Linked DNA regions of Ovis aries: region 2 is linked to region 1. A link is a contact called in public Hi-C data. All regions are on one chromosome and are shown on one strand. The core of a region is the stretch at or near the end of the contact, and the rest is flanking DNA. Distances in the headings are between cores, read along the strand shown.

What was found. Hi-C and Micro-C count contacts between places; a contact is called where the count stands out from the background.
Region 2: a contact with region 1 is called in a Hi-C map of liver, with 5 times the contacts expected there. The contact joins two enhancer-like sites. A contact is called at or near these places in 13 of 16 Hi-C or Micro-C datasets (blood, hypothalamus, liver and 7 more).

The regions. Positions count from the first base shown.
Region 1 is chr23:57,958,440-57,963,730 of ARS-UI_Ramb_v3.0, forward strand. ALPK2 (alpha kinase 2) reads right to left here. Exons shown (of 13, transcript XM_027960856.2): 10 at 4,406-4,494. Among named protein-coding and RNA genes, the nearest start is that of ALPK2, 120 kb to the right of the region's middle. Within about 2 kb of position 3,957, at least 2 of the 54 cell types and tissues checked have an H3K27ac peak or open chromatin away from gene starts, as enhancers often do. A contact at or near this core is called in liver, where this site is marked.
Region 2 is chr23:58,172,833-58,178,122 of ARS-UI_Ramb_v3.0, forward strand. No RefSeq gene overlaps it. Among named protein-coding and RNA genes, the nearest start is that of MALT1, 67 kb to the left of the region's middle. Within about 2 kb of position 3,244, at least 26 of the 54 cell types and tissues checked have an H3K27ac peak or open chromatin away from gene starts, as enhancers often do. A contact at or near this core is called in liver, where this site is marked.

The DNA of each region.
Region 1 (5,291 bases), core at 2,707-5,206:
GAAAGCGACTCAGTCATGTCCAGCTCTTTGCGACCCTATGGCCTATCCCAGCCCGCCAGGCCCCTCTGTCCATGGAATTCTCCAGGCCAGAATACCGGCGTGGGTAGCCTTTCCCTTCTCCAGGGAGTCTTCCCAACCCAGGGACTGAAGCCAGGTCTCCTGCATTGCAGGCGGATTCTTTACCAGCTGAGCCACAATAAGCTCACGTCAGGCTCCTCTCCCTTTTTGCTTCCTCCATGTTGTTCTTGTTTAGTCACTAAGTCGTGTCCGACTCTTTTGCGACCCCATGGACTGTAGGCCCCCAGGCTCCTCTGTCCATAGGATTCTCCAGGCAAGGATACTGGAGTGGGCTGCTATTCCCTTCTCCAAGGGATCGTCCTGCCCCAGGGATCAAACCCACATCTTCTGTATTGCGGGCGGACTCTATGGCTGAGCCATCACGGAAGCCCGGCTCCTTCCGTAAGTCTGATTAAACACACCTACCCCCGGAAAGTCAGGCAAGCCTGTTCTCTCAAACTCCCCACGCCAGAAGCTTAGTTCCACCGTCACTGCCCCCTTTTGGGGCTGTAGCGATCACTTGCAGACTGGTCTCACTGCATCCAGCCTCTGGGCCTTGTCCCTGGACATCCATTGCCCCCAGGCAGATAGCTGTAAGAGCCACATCAATGCAGAGGACTTTCAGGGCAACGAAACTACTCTATATGGTACCATATAACACATCAGTAGACAGTTGTCCAAGCCCACAGAACGCACAACCTAATGTACAGTGATGTTATATCACTGTGGGCCTGCAGTGATGTTATATCAATGGAGATACATTGTGACAGACATTCCGACCTGGTGAGGGGTGTGGATGGCGGGCGAGGTGATGGGGTGTGGAAATCTGTCCCCTCCATTCAATTTTGCTGTGAACCTAAAACTGTTCTGAAGATAAAATTAATGACATGTCTGCTCTGTGGCTCGTTTGCCCTGCTAAAGCTCCTGGTTAACCCCTGCCTCCTCCTCACCCCCGAAGCCAAGAGAACACGTTCCAAGCTGATCAGCTGAGCATTTAAAGTCCTCTGCATTCTGGCCTCCTGGCTTCCCACCTCTTACCCTGCCCCCCTTTTTTTCTGCCTCCCAGCACGCTAGATCTGCTGAACTTTTCCCATCTCCTTGGAAACCTTCTTTCACGGCTCTTCATCTCTTTGGACATGCTGCCCCCTTTGCTTGCTAGTCTCCACCCTTGCCCTTCATCTGGAAGACTCCGACTCATTCTTCAACACCCTCCTCTTGGAAGCCTTTCCAGACCCCCTCCTCCCCTCCTCCGTGTCCCCATAACTCCTTGCACTCGACACAGTGGGCTTTGTCCTACATGCCTCACACTGCTGGCTGTGAGGGGCAAGAACCTGCTTCATTTTCTTTTTATCCTTTAAGAGCCCATCACCTAGCTTGGAGCAAAGTCTGGCTCATAGTAAACGCTCAGTGTCTGAGGGAGAAAAGAATATGTATACAGGACAAAGTTTGAGTCTTGGCACGGACATCTGGGACCAGGCAATTCTTGGGCGGCAACTGTCCTGTGCATTATAGGATGTTAGCAACGTCTCTGGCTGCTTCTACCAGAGGCCCGGAGCAGCCCTCCTGGTCACGACTGATACAGGATACGACCTGACAGTCAAGGAGAGGTCATCTCATTAAAGTCTGACCACAACAGATGCCGTTTTCGAGGGCTTAAAAGCAGAAATTATGATGGCCACCCTAAGAGGTAAGATGCTAATTTTTGATGTTTGTTAACATGAAGAATGTTTAGTACAGATTGTCAAACAAGTAAACAGGAACCTGCATTAGGGACTTACACCTAACAACTATCAAGACGTTTAAAGGCTCAGAAAGGAGGCTTCTGGAAGGGTCTAAGTGACAGAATTAAAGAGTGATGGTGTGACAGTCCCCTGCACCAATGATGGTGACCGGGCGGGAGGCTGGGGTCAGCTGTGTTAGTAAAACCACACACAAGCCCTACGGTGAAGGCCTCGGAAGAACCCTGGGTTTTCAGCCAGAATCTCTACAGGTAAGCATGTAGAACAATGCTGTGTGACTCCGTGACCAAAGCCAAGCTTAGGAAGAGTCATGCGGGCGGCCAGGTCCTCCCTGGGGACCCGGGGCAGGTCCTCCCGCAGTGAGGTGAGACTTCAGGTCGGTCTCTCATGAGGAAGGGGTCCCTGGGCAGGTCTGCACTCGCACAGGGTTGCAGGGAGCTACTTCCCCAGTGGTGAGAGCAGAGCTGGAAGGATCTCCCAGAGCACCGAGGACACGTGGGCTCCACCCACGACCTGCCCTCTCCCACAGTCCAGCTGGAGGCTACCCCCAGGTGTCGAGTCAAAGATCGTAGAGAAAATGTCAGCAAAGTGGGAAGAAGGATGCAACACTCGGGTGAGTTTTAAAGACACAAAACATAATGTTCCAAAGAAAGCCTCCTGCAGGCAACTCGGCCTTTGGCAGGTGCATTTTACCCCTTTCTGCCATTTATGAGTATTTCCTTAAAAAAAAAAAAAACACACACACAGGAGAAGCGCACCTCCCCCTCTTCCCCACCCAATTTCAGATGGCAGAGCACTTCTCTCAGGAGCAGGATCTAGACCAGGACACAGTCCTGAGACACCACGTGGGCAACCCTTCCACCACAGACGCTGAGTGCCAATCCCACGCTTGGGGAAGGACTGATGCCGAAGCTGAAATTCCAGTGCTTTGGCCACCTGATGCGAAGAACTGACTCATTGGAAAAGACCCTGATGCTGGGAAATATTGAGGGCAGGAGGAGAAGGGGACGGCAGAGGATGAGATGCTTGGATGGCATCACTGACTCAATGGACATGAGTTTGGGTAAACTCCGGGAGTTGGTGATGGCCAGGGAGGCCTGGTGTGCTGCAGTCCATGGGGTTGCAAAGAGTCAGACACGACTGAGCAACTGAACTATCCCTCCATATCCTGCCCTTGTCCATGAATGAGGTCAAACTCTCCCACAATAAGGAAAGGTATTGGGATTCCAAAATATGCACAGCCATTTTCAGAGCAATGTCAGATTTGCTGGAAGCCGATTAAGCCTGAGTCCTTCACCCTTTCCAAGTCCCTGGCCGTATCTTGATATTCATAACTGTGTTCTTTTCCTTAGAGAAGCCCCCAAGTCCTGTATGAGTCAGTTCTCACAAAGCTTGGGTATGTCCCTGCAGGAGGGCACTTCGGTGCCACGCCTGGTGGACTGATTACTGGGTGGACTCTTCCTCAACCAGGAACTAAAGAGAACAGAGCAGCAAGAGGGGCTGGAGAAGAACGGGCTGAGCTCTACAGACAGCCCAGTCCAGACTACCTCAGTGCACTGAACAGAAAAGCAACTGAAAGTGGTTTTCTTTGCAGTATGTTCATTTTTCTTGAAGTTACTGAGAATTGCTTCCCAGGTGGCACTAGTGGTAAAGAACCCGCCAGTGCAGGAGACGTAAGAGACACGGGTTCAGTCCCTGGGTTGGGAAGATCCTCTGGAGGAGGGCATGGCAACCCACTCCAGTATTCTTGCCTGGAGAATCCCATGGACAGAGGAGCCTGAAGGGCTACCGTCCACGGGGTCTCAAAGGGTCCGGATACGACGGAAGTGACTCAGCAGGCGTGCACCGAGGACACAGGCAGACCTTGAAGAGCAGCAGGCATGAGACTCTGTATGGGGTGTGCCCGACACACCTGCTCAGGAAGGCGATTTCTCTTCCATTTTGCAAGTTCACAGAGATGACGCGCATAAGAAACAGGCCCTTCCTGCTTTCCCCTCTTCCCCATTTGCACTGATGTGTAAACGGCTGCTCCGTTTGCAGTTTCCAATGGGCACTGGCACAGCCCCTTCTCTTCCCACGTGTGGTTTCAGCCAGATAAGAGATCGGTAAACACGAGCTCCAGACACTCCAGCGTGCACATGGGCCAACAGATACTTGTCAGTGTAACTGACCTCAGTGGGTAAACACTGCACCCCCGTGTAGCGCTCCATGGAGCAGGGACTACGCTCCTACGGCCCTGATTATCCAATTTGTTTTTCCCTGACGCACTCACCGCTGTCTTTATTTCTTGTATCATAGGACTAAGTTTTTCACAATCTCCTGTTCTGTTTATGCTTTAGACAACATAATACCCGTGAGTAGATACTTTTCCTATTTAACATGGTATACATGTTTATTGAATTATTCCATATATCCATACACTTTAATATTTCTCGATTTTTTCTATAAGCCTCTGGGGACCCCATGAAGAGCAGGGTGGCAGCCACATGTGCCCTCTTGGAGCTTACAGACCCACTGGAACGCTCCCTGTTTCTGCCCAGCCTCTCATCCCTCCAGCCCGCCCACGTCCCCAAGTCAGAGCTGGGCCAACCCAAGGGGGAAACACTTACTCAGGCACTTCCCCGAAGCCTTCCAGAGGCTGGGCTTCCGCGGCATAGATCTGGGCATAGTGTCTGGCGGTGTTCTGCACGTAGCATTCCTAGATCACCCAAACACACAGGAAACCCCAGGGGTGAGAAGAAAGTCAGAGCGCTGCCCAGTGAGACTCAGATTTCCCAATGAGGTCGACTCAATGGATTTGCAATCCCATCCGGTGGTTGGGGGCACAGAAGCAATAATGAATGTAGCCCACAGTTGGTAGCTGCAGGAGCTCTGAGGCCTGAAGGAGCCGTGCAGGTGACGACCACATGGTCTCCAGGCGAGGTGTCCCTGAACTATGACATTTCTAGGACCCGCGTGGCTGAAGTTCACCTTGAGCTAAGGGGACTGGTCCCCAGACAGGGTTTCAGATGAAGCGTGGGTGGGGATGGTTGGGTTTCCCATGAGTTCTCTCAAGGTTCTTTTTTTTTAAAGGTATAACAAGCTGTAAGTAATGAACACCTTGCCAAGATTGTTGGCTTAGGAAAAGCAAACGGGATCCTGCTTTCCTACTCTGTAGGGCTTTTCTAAGTGGCATCTGGATGCTGGGGGATTTTCCATGACTGGACCAGACGGTACTTGAGATGGAAGGAATACTCCCTGAAAGCAAACTGAGGAGGAAAGATTCGGAGGAGAAAGGATGTGTGTGGCAAAATCTTGTGCTCAGAGGAAACGGCTGTCTTCACAAGCACCAGGCCCACAGGACCATCGCCATGTCTGAGATAACCATGGATGGATGATGTTTGAGCGCACCCAAGAGACCCGAGTCTGGCCTATTCATTTTATGGGTTAAAAAACTTAAGGACCCCTGGTTTGTGAAAGAGCTACACCCAGCTCTCCTGAAAGCTCGGCCAGCCC
Region 2 (5,290 bases), core at 1,994-4,493, 210 kb after region 1:
TGCCCTGCCTGCATCCCCTGGCCATGCCTGCAGGGAGCTGAGACAAGGCAGGGCGCGGCCTCGCTTCTCCTCACCTGAGAACATGCGTGTTGGGGAGATCAACCTGTCAACCAGTCTGCACATGTCCATGAATGGTCATCGAAGGGCTGCAAGTATTGACTTGGGGATTATAAACAAACTATAAGTAAATTGGCAAATTCACACAGAACTGTGAGTGAGGACCCTGTTCATAAAGAGAAAAGTTAACATTATTTTGCTTAACTTTTTATCGTGTATTGGGGTATAGCTGATTAACAATGAATAAAAACTGGATTTTACACTTTGGGGTCACTTGACCTTGTTATGGTCCCAGGAAATGACCTCGTTTCAGGGCACATAGCAGCATTCCCACCAGGAAGATGAAGTGAAGCGGACCAGGGGAGACTCTGATGGAGACACTCTGATGAATCCAGGATCCAGGCTGAACTGGCCCAGACAGCCATCTCATTAACCAGCGTTGCCAGCGAGCTGGACACTTCAAGCCCAGAGTCCCATCAGCAGCCACGTCTGCTGCCAGCACCCTCTGACGGGGGGTCTGTAGCAGTTGGAACTCCAGTCGGCCTGAGGCTCGCCTTGCTGGTCTGAGCCATCCTAGCCGCTGTCTGCTGACTCCACACATCTCAGGCCTGACCCATGAAGTGTCTGTGTCTTCAAGTGACCCTCAGGACCAGCTTTCTCCTCAGTGTTATGCCCCAGACCCTTGTTGGCAGATGTCACCAACAGATGTGACCAGGGCCCAAGCCGGGGCTGCAGGAACTGTAACGGTGGTGAGACCTCAGCACTGCTTTATCTGCCAACTGAGACGGATGTCCCCAAAGACTGCAGTGAGGAAGGAGAAGGACGTCACGGTGTCCTGCCCACCTGAGCTGTATGGCCAGCCTCCTGCCGATGACCGATGGGTGGACAGAGGCCTCTTTGCGGCTGGGCCATGGGCAGCTTGCTTCCAAAACAGAAGGGTCGGCCAGCGCCGCCTGCCTGGGAGTTAGCTCTCCAACCATGCGCCTGCAGTCTCGGGGCCCCAGTTAGCCTGAGACCTTGTCCCAAAAGCCGCAGCCCCAGGGAGGACAGCAGGGCCGTGAGGGGACGGAAGGGCCCTTGCAGGCCCCAGGCTCCCAGGTTTCACATCTGGTCCAGAGGATGCGAGCATTCCCGAGGTCGTCGCTGAGCCCAGCCTCAGATGCCCGGGGCGCCTAGGTGGAAAGACCAGGGGTCTCCAGAGTCCCCGATTCCTAAATCAGCCCAGGGGGAGGACTTCAGAGAGACCCCGAGCCTGAGGTACAGGCGCCAGCAGGCTCAGTCGACCCCAGACAAGTCTGCCACGTGCCCTCTGTCTGCATCTAGGGTTGCCTGGAGCCGCTGCTGCCCTTGTGGGTGAGCGGCCGGGAGCTAGGGGAGAAGCCATCAGGCCCTGGCTGCCCCAGCCCTCCCTGAGCTCGGCCAGCTTCCTTAGTGCAGGGCCTGGTGCACCCTGCGGGTGCCACTCATGGGAAGAACAGAAAGGTTGCTCCTTGGAGCCCGCCACCCTCAGCCTCTGCCCGTGGCACCTGGGCATGGACTGAGCTGCCCCGGCACCTGTTGCCACCCCCACATGGGCTGGTGACTGTGGGCATGCTGCCGGTGGCTGCCCACCAACAGGCTGCCCCCTGCCCGGAGGCAGCTCCCACACCGGCGCCCACAGGCCTGAAGTTGAGGATGCCAGGCACCTGGCGAGGGGCAGGCGGCTCTGCAGGAGGACAGAGGTGTCCTCCCCATGCTGCGCGTTCTGCATCCTCTCTGTGACGATGCTGGTGACAAAGCTTGCTCTGGGATTATAGGGCTCAAGCTGAGAAGATACAGTCCGACTTTCCTCCACAAAACTGCAGATTTCCTTAGCCACTCTGATGCTTCTAGCCACAGCAGCCTTCCCGGTAGAGACATGATCCCACCAAGAGGCAGCATGAAATTAAAAGGCTTAGGCCCTAAAAAAAATAAAAATAAAAGGCTTAGGCTCAAGAGGACAGCTCCCCTGGGTTCAAAGCCCAGCTCTGCAGCCCTCTCGTCTCTTAAGCCTCACTTTTCTCCTAAGTACCATCTGCCACAGGGCTCCTTGTTCTTGTTGTTCAGTCATGTCTGACTCTTTGCAGCTCCATGGACTGCAGCACGCCAGGGCTCCCAGTCCATCACCAACTCCTGGAGTTTACTCAAACTCATGTCCGTTGAGTCGGTGATGCCATCCAACCATCTCATCCTCTGCCGTCCCCTTCTCGTCCTGCCTTCAATCTTTCCCAGCATCAGGGTCTTTTTCAGTGAGTCAGTTCTTCACATCAGGTGGCCAGAGTATTGGGAGTCTCAGCATCAGTCCTTCCATTGAATACTCAGGGGTATTAGTAAGCATTAGATAAGGTCACCCAATAAAAGCATGAGCAGGCATATAGTAAAAATAAAACATAGGTCACCCACCAGGTTATTAAACTGCAGAAAGAAAGGTGTAGTGGGCTGAATAGTGCCCCCTCCCCCGCCCCACCCCGCCAAATCTCTCTCTTAATCCCCCAGAATCTGTGACTGCAACCTTATTTGGAAATATTGTCTTAGCAGATATAACTAAGCATCTGGAGGGAGTTCCCTGGTGGTCCAGGGATTAGGGCTCTGTGCTTTCACTGCTAAGGAAAAGCACAATCCTTTGTGCTCAATCCCTGGTGGGGAACTAAGATCCTGCAAGCCGCGCGGTGCAGCCGAAACATTTTTTTTAATAAAATAGGCAAAAAAAAAAAAACGATCTGGACCCGAGATGATCCTGGATGAGGGCGATCCCTACCCCAGTGGCAAGTGTCTGTGCGTGTAAGGGGCGGGAAAGAAGACACGGCACAGTGGAGGCCGCGTGGAGGTGGAGGCGGGCACGCGCGGCGCAGCCGCAAGCTGAGCGCGCGCCCTACACGCTGCAGACGCACGGGGAGGCGTGCCCTCCAGACTCTCCCCCGGGAGAACAGCCCCGCCAAGACCCCACTTTCTGCCCGTTGATACGAAGTTTGGATTTCTAGCCTCCAGAACTGGAAGACAATAAATTTCTGTTGTTTCATGACGCCAAGCTGGTGAAAATGGGTTGTGACAGCTCTAGGAACCCGCACAGGATGGCAGCTCCGACTCCAGCCCCGAGCGGCCTGGGAAGGACCCGGAGCAGCGCGGGCGGAGCCGGCCGAGCCGCCGCTCCCCGGCTGCTGTCAGTCTCGGGCGCCCCCTCCTGGCCCCAAGGCGGACGCGCGCCCCCCGCCGGCCCAGACACTCACTGTCTCTAGAGAAACGGCAGAACGGAGGGGATCTCAACGTTTAAAACAGAAGCTTGTCTCCAGGGAGGTCCCTGGTGGCCCAGTGGTTCGGATTTGGCGCCTTGGCCGTCGTGGCCTGGGTTCAGCCCCTCGTCGGGGACCTGAGATCCCACAAGCCGCACGGCGTGACCCAAAAAATTTCTAAGAGAGGATTTTTAACCATGCGTTCTTTCCCCTCGTCCTGAATAACACAGCCAGCTCTGTATCCCGTGTCTCACTCCCACGCTCTGTCCTCTCCCCCTTCTCCGTACGTTCAGCTCCGCCGTGATGACCCAGCTTTCCTCTCGCTTCCTTGACCCGCTCCTCCCGGACGGAGGACCGTTCCTGGTAGCCCAACCACGCACCTCCCGGGGGTCCCCTCGACCTTGTCACACAGAAATGAACTCAAACCTTCCTCCGCTGATCACAAACTCCTGTCAGCTCACTTCAACCTAATCGGGTCCAAAACACACGAACAGCTCGTGGCGAAGATCCCCCTGGAGAAGCAAACGGGCCGACAGGCTACAGCCTATGAGGTCGAAGAGTCGGACAGACTTAGTGACTAACCCTCCCCGGCAGGGGAGCAGCTGACGCTCCGGCCAGGAGGGGAGAGCCGGGGCGGCTCGCTGGTGGTGACATCCGCTGCACCCTCAGAGGAGGGATCGGACCCCAGTGAGAAACTCTGGGGCCTGAGCAGCAGCGACCAGCGGGCCTGAAAGGGTTGGGGGTCCCCTTTAAGGACTCCGGGTCTGCACCGTCCTCTGGGGCCTGCCCAGCTCTCTGGACCAGGCCTTACTTTGTTTTGTTGAGTTCTGGGTGGGTTCAGTTCAGTTCAGTTCAGTTCAGTCGCTCAGTCGTGTCTGACTCTGCGACCCTATTGACTGCAGCACCCCAGGCCTCCCTGTCCATCACCAACTCCCGAAGCTTGCTCAAACTCATGTCCATCGAGTCGGTGATGCCATCCAACCACCTCATCCTCTGTTGTCCCCTTCTCCTGCCCTCAATCTTTCCCAGCATCAGGGTCTTTTCCAATAAGTCAGCTCTTCCCATCAGGGGGCCAGTGTTGGAGCTTCAGCTCCAGCATCAGTCCTTCCAGTGGTGGGTATGCGCCGGGAGCCCAGCAGAGGGCAGCGCAGGCTCGTTTGTCCTTCACTCTGCGTGGGTTTTTTACAACCTGGGAGCTTGCTTCCTGCTGCAGCCCAGAGCACAGGGAAGGCCGGAGCCTTGGGAAGGGCTGCTGGAGCAGAGGAGCAGCGGTGTTCGCAGCCACTCAGCCAAGCCACAATGAGGCCTTGCCAGTGGCCATGCCCCTCCTGACCTCTCACCTCTTGACTCTGGTGCTGCAGTCCGTGGGATCAAAAAAGAGCCAGACATGCCTGAAGCCACCTAGCACTCACATAACTGGGATCAAATATACCTAACCCTGAGTATTCTCATCTAAACCATTTCAAGGGCACTGTTCAGTACTGTCCAGTGTGCACAGAATGCTCCCAACTCTAGATTTGTGATTTTTCATGGACAGAACCCAAGGCACAGCTATGGTGAAATTCAGAGAAAAGGCCAAGACCTGGAGATTGCTTCTGTTGAGAAAGGAGGAATTCCAAGGTGCGACCCAGAGGTTTCTCAGGCTATGGTGCACCTACAAACTTTCCAGACCCCTCTGCCTCAAGGGGCTGGGTGGGGATTTCCTGTCCACTTCAGTCTCATCTGCCCCCAGCCCTCCCCAGACACTAGCCGGACAAAACCTACAACTCAACTGGGAGTCATAGGGAGCACCCCCAAAGCGATCCCTGCCCACGTTCAGAAACAGGACCAAAGGTCATTCAAAGTGAAAGAAAGTGAAAGTCGCTCAGTTGTGTCCAACTCTTTGCGACCCCATGGACTATGCAGTCCATGGAATTCTCCAGGCCAGAATATTGGAGTGGGTAGCCATTTCCTTCTCCAGGGGATCTTCCCAACCCAGGTCTCCC